2 separate regions of the Callithrix jacchus genome follow, and region 2 is linked to region 1. Evidence: chromatin contacts called from public Hi-C data. All regions are on one chromosome and are shown on one strand. Each heading gives the region's core, a stretch centred on a gene start, on an enhancer-like site or on the middle of the called end of the contact. The rest is flanking DNA. Distances are from core to core; before and after follow the strand shown.

Region 1 (3,762 bases), core at 732-3,231:
TAGTTTCCACTCATTGAGTTCTATTTGTTGTAGAGATTGTGCTGGAAAACTGAAATGATCATGCTTGTCACATCATTTATGGTAATGGCTTATGCAACTTATTTATGGAATCATAATTGTTTTTTCCAACCATGTCTGAAAGGAGAGAATACATTTCTTAGTATTTCTAGGAATTTTTCTAAACCTTCCTTATGATACGTTAAGGGACAGTTCTACCTCTCTTAAAGGATATTCTCTCTTTAAGGTGTCTGGTAGCTACAGAGGAGAATAATAAAGAAGGTTTCTATAGTTTAACAATTCTGGACCCATACTGCCAGAATGCATAAGCCATAAGCATCTTAAAGAATGTGCCATTATACATATACATACATATTCTCTCTCTCTCTCTCTCTCTCTCTCTCTCTCTCTCTCTCTCTCTCTCTCTCTCTCACACACACACACACACACACACACACACACACACACCTCAATATCTGTGAGGGATTGGTTCCAGGACCCCACCCTCCACTCAGACACCCAAATCCATGAATGCTTAAGTTCCTCATATAAAATGGCATTGTATTTGCATAGATCTATATACATCCTCCTGTATACTTTAAATTATCTCTAGAGTATTTCTAATACCTAATACAATGCAAATGGTATGTAAGTAGTTGTTTTACTGTATTGCTTAGGGAATAATGACAAGAAAAAACTCTATACATGTTCAGTACAGAAGCAATCGTGCCTTTTTTTTTTCAAGTATTTTTGATCTACAGTTGGTTGAATCCGCAGATGTGGAACCCACAGATATAGAGGGCTGACTCTGCGCATGTGCCTGAGTGTGTATGTGTATGTGTGCATGCGCATGCACACGTGCATGTAAATGGAGAGAGAGGTGCAATCATATACAATATATAGATGTAATCATGTTATAAAGATGTATATCTTTATATGTTGTATAGAGGTTTATTAAGTACTAGAATTAAAAAAGTTTATAACTGGCCAGGCACAGTGGCTCATGCCTTTAATCCCAGCACTTTGGGAAGCCAAGACAGGAGGACCACTTGAAGCCAGGAGTTTGAGACCAGTCTGAGTAGCATAGCAAGACCTCTGTCTCTATACAAAAAAAAAATTTAATAAAATAAAATAAATTAGCCAGCATGGAGGCACTGTCTGTAGTCCCAGCTACTAGGGAGATGGAGGTGGAAGGATTGCTTGGACGCAGGCCCAGGCTATCATCAAACCACTGCAGTTCACCCTGGGAAACAGAGTTAAACCCTGTCTCAAAAATTTAAAATAAAAAAGAAAGAAAAAGAAGTTCATAATTGTTCATTTTTTGAAGTAGAGTTCTCAAAAACCATTAATAAAATATGATGCTTCATTGTTCTGTAACGCAAACCTTTGCTACCTTGGCATTCAAAGTTTCCTGCACCGCACAGCAATTCTGAACATATACTTCCACATCATACTCCCTGGGTTTAAATCCCAGACACTACTTCCTAGCTATGTGACCTTGGACACGAGATTTAAATTAACCTCCTTGAACCTCCATTGTCTTTTCTGTAAAATGGCAAAAGTAAGCCTCTTCTCTCTAGGGTAGATATAAGCATCAGAGTGAAGAATGTGTGTGGAAACCTTGGCGCAGTGCCTGGTACGTAGGATGCCTTCAATTAAGGTTAATGTTTGTCAACATTAATAAGGTTAATAATTGTCAACATTACAATTGTAAACCAAGTGGTACCCTTCTGAACTACTCCAGGGCCTGTCTCATGGAGTGAGAGACCTAAAATAAAGAGTAACTGTACACAGTGTACATCTCCGTAGATCCATGCCCACCTATCCAGCACTCCACCTCCCAGGCAGTCCCTGGCTCTCTAGCAAACTCTAGCATGCATTTATATGGACAACTACAGGCACTCAGGAGTGAAACTGTGGGAATCCTACAGAGCACAGTTCCCCTGTACCCAGTCTTACTCCCCTGGAAGTCCCAAGCAAGGACTCCTTTGAATTCTCTGAATCTACTGATAACCGTTAATGTTCCAGTAGTTCTGAATCCAGGTGGTTGTAGGAAAAAACAATGAAGTGTATACATTGTGTAGTAGGTTGTAATGTATTGTGCACCTGCCAACAGAATGTGGAAATCAAGCTGGTCACTGTGGCAGCTAGGGTGGCGGCTCCTCCCGTTTTGACGTCTTGGAGAGCTAGGCTCCATCGTGTCAGAAACAGTGTGGTTTGCAGCTCCCCCCAACACCTGTCATGTTGCTAGGAGATTTCTTTCCCCACAATAGAGTATTATAAGGTGCTCAGCATGAGGGCCCCTCATGTCGTCATACATTTCCAGCCCATTTGTCTGATTTATAAGTCCAAATAGTTATTTAAAAATTCCACATCAGGCTGTGTCAGGCAGCTCCACTCTTTTGTCATCTGCAAATCAAAGCATTATATTTAGAGTCATAAATACAGAAGGATTCCTATGCACAGCCTCAAAGCAGGTGTCCAAGACTCACCAATCGCAAATCACACAGTTAGGATATTTATAAGCAGCATTGCCTGAAAATGTGCCCACTCCCTGCTTTCTGCAGCAGAATTTAGCTTTTTGTTTAATATTTCAGGTGTATCTCCCGCACATAAACAAGATATCAATGCAAGCAGTATTGGATTATCTCTATACCAAGCAGTTGTCTCCTAACTTGGACCTGGACCCGCTGGAATTAATTGCCTTGGCAAACAGATTTTGCCTGCCACACTTGGTTGCGCTTGCAGGTAAGGCTGATGACTCAGGGCCATGCAGTGTCTCTCATATTTATCAAAATCACATTTAAATAAAAATAAGACTTCCAGGGATTAAAAATTGGTTTTTTATCACCCCAAATAGGACTGTCTTGTAGAGAATGATATGAACTAATCAGATTGTATCAGACAGCCCAATTCAATTCAACAAATATTTCTTAAGCACCCCCTCTGTGGTGGGCCCGGTTAGGTGATACAATCATGAAGGAGAGTAATGCATGACTCCTGCCCTTGAGGCACATGCTCTATGCATGCTGAGTCATTTGTGCACCCCGAGTTTGAAACAAAACTATTTTATCAACATTATCTCCATAGTAAGTGCCCAGACACAGTCTTTAAGAAGAAGGCAATAGATGCCCTGTTTAGGAGCACAGATGACAGAGCCAGATTGCCTAAGATCAAACCCTGGCTCTACCATTTACTGACCAGCTGACTTTGTCCTGTAACCTTAGCTCTGTGTCTCATCTTTCTCACTCTTTAAAATGGGGCTAATATTATTCAGCCATAGAGCTGTGATGAAGATTAAATGAGTTAAAATATAAAGTCCTTAGAACAGCGTCTGGCGCATAGTAGCATTATGTAAGTGGTTTTCTTAAAGCTATTTTAGAAAATGTTCTGACATTGTCAAGTTCATTTTGGGAGAAAGACAAAAAAGGGAAACTTGGCTTAACTTCACAAAATCTTATGTATCATTTCTAGATTTGTTCAGTTGGGAAGCAGGCTCTATAGGATATATGTACTTAAATGCCTTTCTCTTGAATTCAGATCTTCAGCCGGATTGCTGGGTGTTTATCATTATGTTTACTTGATTCCTACTAACCATCAAAGCAGAGATAAAAGACTGTCTTGTTCACTGGCCTTTCTTCTGAGTGCCTGAGCATATTAGCTTTTGATAAATATTTGCTAAACAATTGAATGAATGAAGATGAATATATGAACAAACCAACCAGTCCTATCTGCACTTGACTTTCTGGCAAAGTCTTTGGAAAA
Region 2 (3,762 bases), core at 456-2,955, 55 kb after region 1:
TGTGGAGCTCAGGAAGTTGGTTTGGGGTTTGGGTATGCTTTTTTCACACTGAAGATGTTCTAGTCTTTAGTTTTTGAAAGACTGGGCAGTTCAGACATGTTTTGCATCCAAGGAGAATGGAAGAGGTCAAGTTAAAGGTCCAGACACCAGTTTAAATGCTAGCTCCGACATTCACTAGGGACTGTTCTCATTATTGACAGGTTAGCGACTGGGCTGGAAGATTGTTCATCATCAATGTCCTCTCCAATTCTGACACTCTGGGATCCCTGCTCAGCTAGGCATTAACCATAACACTCATGTGAGGTCACTGCAGAATTAATATCATTTTTATGCCTTTGCAGACTTATTTTTTCACTTTCCCTCTTGCTGAGAGTCATGTGTAGCTCTCTGCATTATGGAGTCAAGTTGTTACTATTCTGGAGCAAAAGGTTGAATTTTTGGCAAGATTCAGATAAGCAAAACCCTGTGTGTGTCTGGTAAAACTAAATAGTAATTGCAAAGTATCTCTTGCTACAAGCCCAAGATGTTTCCCAGATTTTTAAATATCTACTTTTAAATTCATGATTCTTTTGAGAAAAACAGGAAAGTAAAATAAATCTTCTCTTTTATGTACAAGTGCCTCAGGGAAAACAGAACTTTACGTAAATAGCTGCAGGTGGTGATGTAATAGTATCACAACAAGCCCCTATAAATTTTGGAGTTCTCCAAGTGAGCTATGGAACAATGACTAAAACTTTGCAGATTCTGTTCCGTCTCCCTGAAGTACTCTCCTCCTATCTCTCTGCTTGCACCTAATTCTCCTGAAGAATTTCTAATTTTCCTACTGGGAGTGGTGGCTCATGCCTGTAATCCTGGCACTTCGGGAAGCTGAGGTGGAAGAATCACTTCAAATCAGGAGACCAGCGTGGCCAACATGGTGAAACCTCATCTCTATGATAAATACAAAATTATCTTGGCGTGGTGATGCATACCTGTAGTCCCAGCTACTTGGGAAGCTGAGGCAGAAGAATCGTTTGAACCAGGAGGTAAAGGTTGCAGTGAGCTGAGATCACACCACTGTACTCCAGCTTGGGTGACAGAGCGAGACTTCATCTCCATAAAAAATCTCTAATTTTCCTTCAGTTGCAACTAACACATCCCTTTCTTGCAGAAGCCTTCTGTGACCAACCAAGACTGGGTGGGTGCCCTCCTCTGTGTTCCCTTAGCAATCTCTATCTTTGTCAATGATTTAAATAAGCTTTACCACACTACTTAAACAAAGTTATTTTTCACCCTTTACCTCAGATGCATGAAATCAGTTGAAAAATAATCCTTGGTTTGTAATGAATGCATTATTACCACTGCTATGCTTGGCCTTGTTTTATAATCAGTATTTTATTTCAACTGTGTATTTATTTATAGTTCTGCCCAAGAGAAATATAATACAAGCCGCTGCCCAACAGAAATCTAATGCAAACCACATTTGTAACTTTAAAATTGCTAATAGCTCCATTTTAAATAATGTTTTATGTAATTCAATATATCTGAAAAGTTATTCCTTCAACATTAATCAATTATAAAAATTATAAATGAGATATTTACATTTTTTGCAAATAAAAGCCTCAAAATCTGGTATATATTTTACCTTTAGAGCGTATCTCAGGTCTAGTCACACATCAAGTGATTGGGCAAATCAACACTATTCCTGATGCGAGGTAATAAGAAGACACAGCATCCTTTCCATGGTGTTGCTAACAAAAATGCATACTCTGAATCTAATCATGAAGAAACATTAGACAAACCTGAATGGAGAGACATTCTACCAGATATTTTGCTTATACTTTCCAAAAGTGTCAATGTCAAGACAGACAAAGCAAAAGCAGTTTAAAGGAGACTAAAGAGACATAACGACTGAATGCCACATATTATCCACGCACTTTTTTACTAGGTTAAAAAAATTAAATTTTATTCACACACATACACATATGGCAATTGGAAAAATCAGAATAAAGTCTGTAGATTGTACATGTTTTAACATTAATTTCTTGATTTTAATCATTGTACAGCAGTGATGTAACAGTGTTCCTGTTTTTAGGAAATACACACTAAACGGGAGGAATTGTAACTTTTGCAGTTCAGTCTCTAATGGTTCAGAAAGCAATATGAGAGAGTGAGAAGAGAGAAGAGCAAACAAAATGTTTGTATTTGGAATCTGGAAGAAGGTTATTCAGGAATTATTTGTATTAGTTGTTAAACTTTTGTTAGACATTATGTCAAAATAAGGAGGTAGATTGGTTTTTTTGAAGTTTACTGAATGAATACATTTCTAGAAACCCCACCCTCTTCAGTTTTTTAATTTAGGCATTAAAAGGTGTTCGAAGGACGAAGTGGAGGAAAAAGAAAATTCTCTTAATGGTTATTATTATATTCTTATATTGCATTAATCATAAGTGCTAAAAGTGCCTCCAGAATTTACCTCCTTTCTTGTGATTTTTCTTAAAAGGGCCTTTAGATCCCTGAAATTGAGGTTTTCATTACATGAATTCCAAATTATTTTGTTTCCACTTTGATGTGGGGGAAAGAGGATGTTTTACCAGCTTCTAACATTGAACCCAGAGGGAAAAGATAAATTATAAAATTACTCTTGGAAGATTGAGAGACACTTGAGTCATATCTTAGCTCTTTAATCATCAGGAGTTGGGGCAGTTCACAAGGAACGTTAACAGGAGCTGCTTCTCAATTTGAGTAGGCCCTTGATGCCAGGCTCAGGGACAAGACTCTCTATCTGTGACTCTTCATTCCTCTCTTCTGGTCTGGAAGCTTATCGCTTGTGGCTTGTGGCTTGACTGCTTTGAGACTGAAAAGGGGCCTAGGCCTTCTAGGGTTGGCTGAAAATGTGTGTGGCTTAGAGTCTAGCCCTATATCTAATTAGAAGTGGACCATGGAAGTGAGCCAGAGTTTTTTTTAACAACACGCCTTCAGTCTTCACATTTCAATTCTGCAAAGGTAGCCTCACTGGCCTCCCTCTAGTGGTCCTGAGTAAGATCGTCTTGGCCAGAGGAGCCATTCTCCCTGTTCAGGAAGGGATTATGAGTGTTGGTTTTGTATTTTAAGAGCAAGAACCATATAAATTATAGTTATTTGAACCCAAGATAAGGATGTTAAAATCTAGAGAGGTCAAGGAAATCTCCCAAGGTCACAGAGTGACTTAGGGGCTAAACCAGGACAGGAACATCAGTCAGCCCCCAGGACAACTCACAGGTGAACCTACTGACTTCCCAAGCATACTGGAAACTCCCAGAGCCAAACTTAGAATAAAATACGAATCCTTTACCCCTTTCATAGAGCACCCACTGCAGAGTCCTTCATAGCCTGACCAATTCATTTCCCACCGTTCCCCTGGCTGTTCCCAGGCTCCCTGGGCCTCAGCCACCTGCTTTATTTTTAGTAGACAGCGTGCATCACCCTCTGACAGAAGATTGTGCATCTATCCATTTGTTTATTGTCTCTCTTCCACACGAGAATATTAATGCCATGAAAGTAACATTTGCATTTCCAGGGATTAGCCTATCACAGTGACTAAGACATACTGGCTGAATAAATGAATTATCTCATGTACCCAATGGATTTCAAAATATTTGAAAGCTTGTTCTGGATTATGCTAATAATAGCACAGAGAAATGTATTGATGAATGCGTGTAAGCCCTCAGCTCCCTACTTGGAAGTAGCTGTTCCTAAAAAGCTCTTGCTTTCTTTGTTCAGACAAAATAAGTTTGAGAAACA

What was found. A called contact is a pair of places that touch in the nucleus more often than the background predicts.
Region 2: a Hi-C map of skeletal muscle shows a contact between it and region 1, with 2.9 times the contacts expected there. The contact joins two enhancer-like sites. A contact is called at or near these places in 2 of 3 Hi-C or Micro-C datasets (both in skeletal muscle).

The regions. Positions count from the first base shown.
Region 1 is chr12:69,575,675-69,579,436 of calJac240_pri, forward strand. It overlaps RHOBTB1 (Rho related BTB domain containing 1), which reads left to right. Exons shown (of 14, transcript XM_078345874.1): 11 at 2,595-2,745. Among named protein-coding and RNA genes, the nearest start is that of CDK1, 100 kb to the right of the region's middle. Within about 2 kb of position 1,982, at least 1 of the 16 cell types and tissues checked has an H3K27ac peak or open chromatin away from gene starts, as enhancers often do. A contact at or near this core is called in skeletal muscle, where this site is marked.
Region 2 is chr12:69,631,191-69,634,952 of calJac240_pri, forward strand. All of the region lies in intron 2 of LOC144578695 (a long non-coding RNA gene), which reads left to right. Among named protein-coding and RNA genes, the nearest start is that of CDK1, 46 kb to the right of the region's middle. Within about 2 kb of position 1,706, at least 1 of the 16 cell types and tissues checked has an H3K27ac peak or open chromatin away from gene starts, as enhancers often do. A contact at or near this core is called in skeletal muscle, where this site is marked.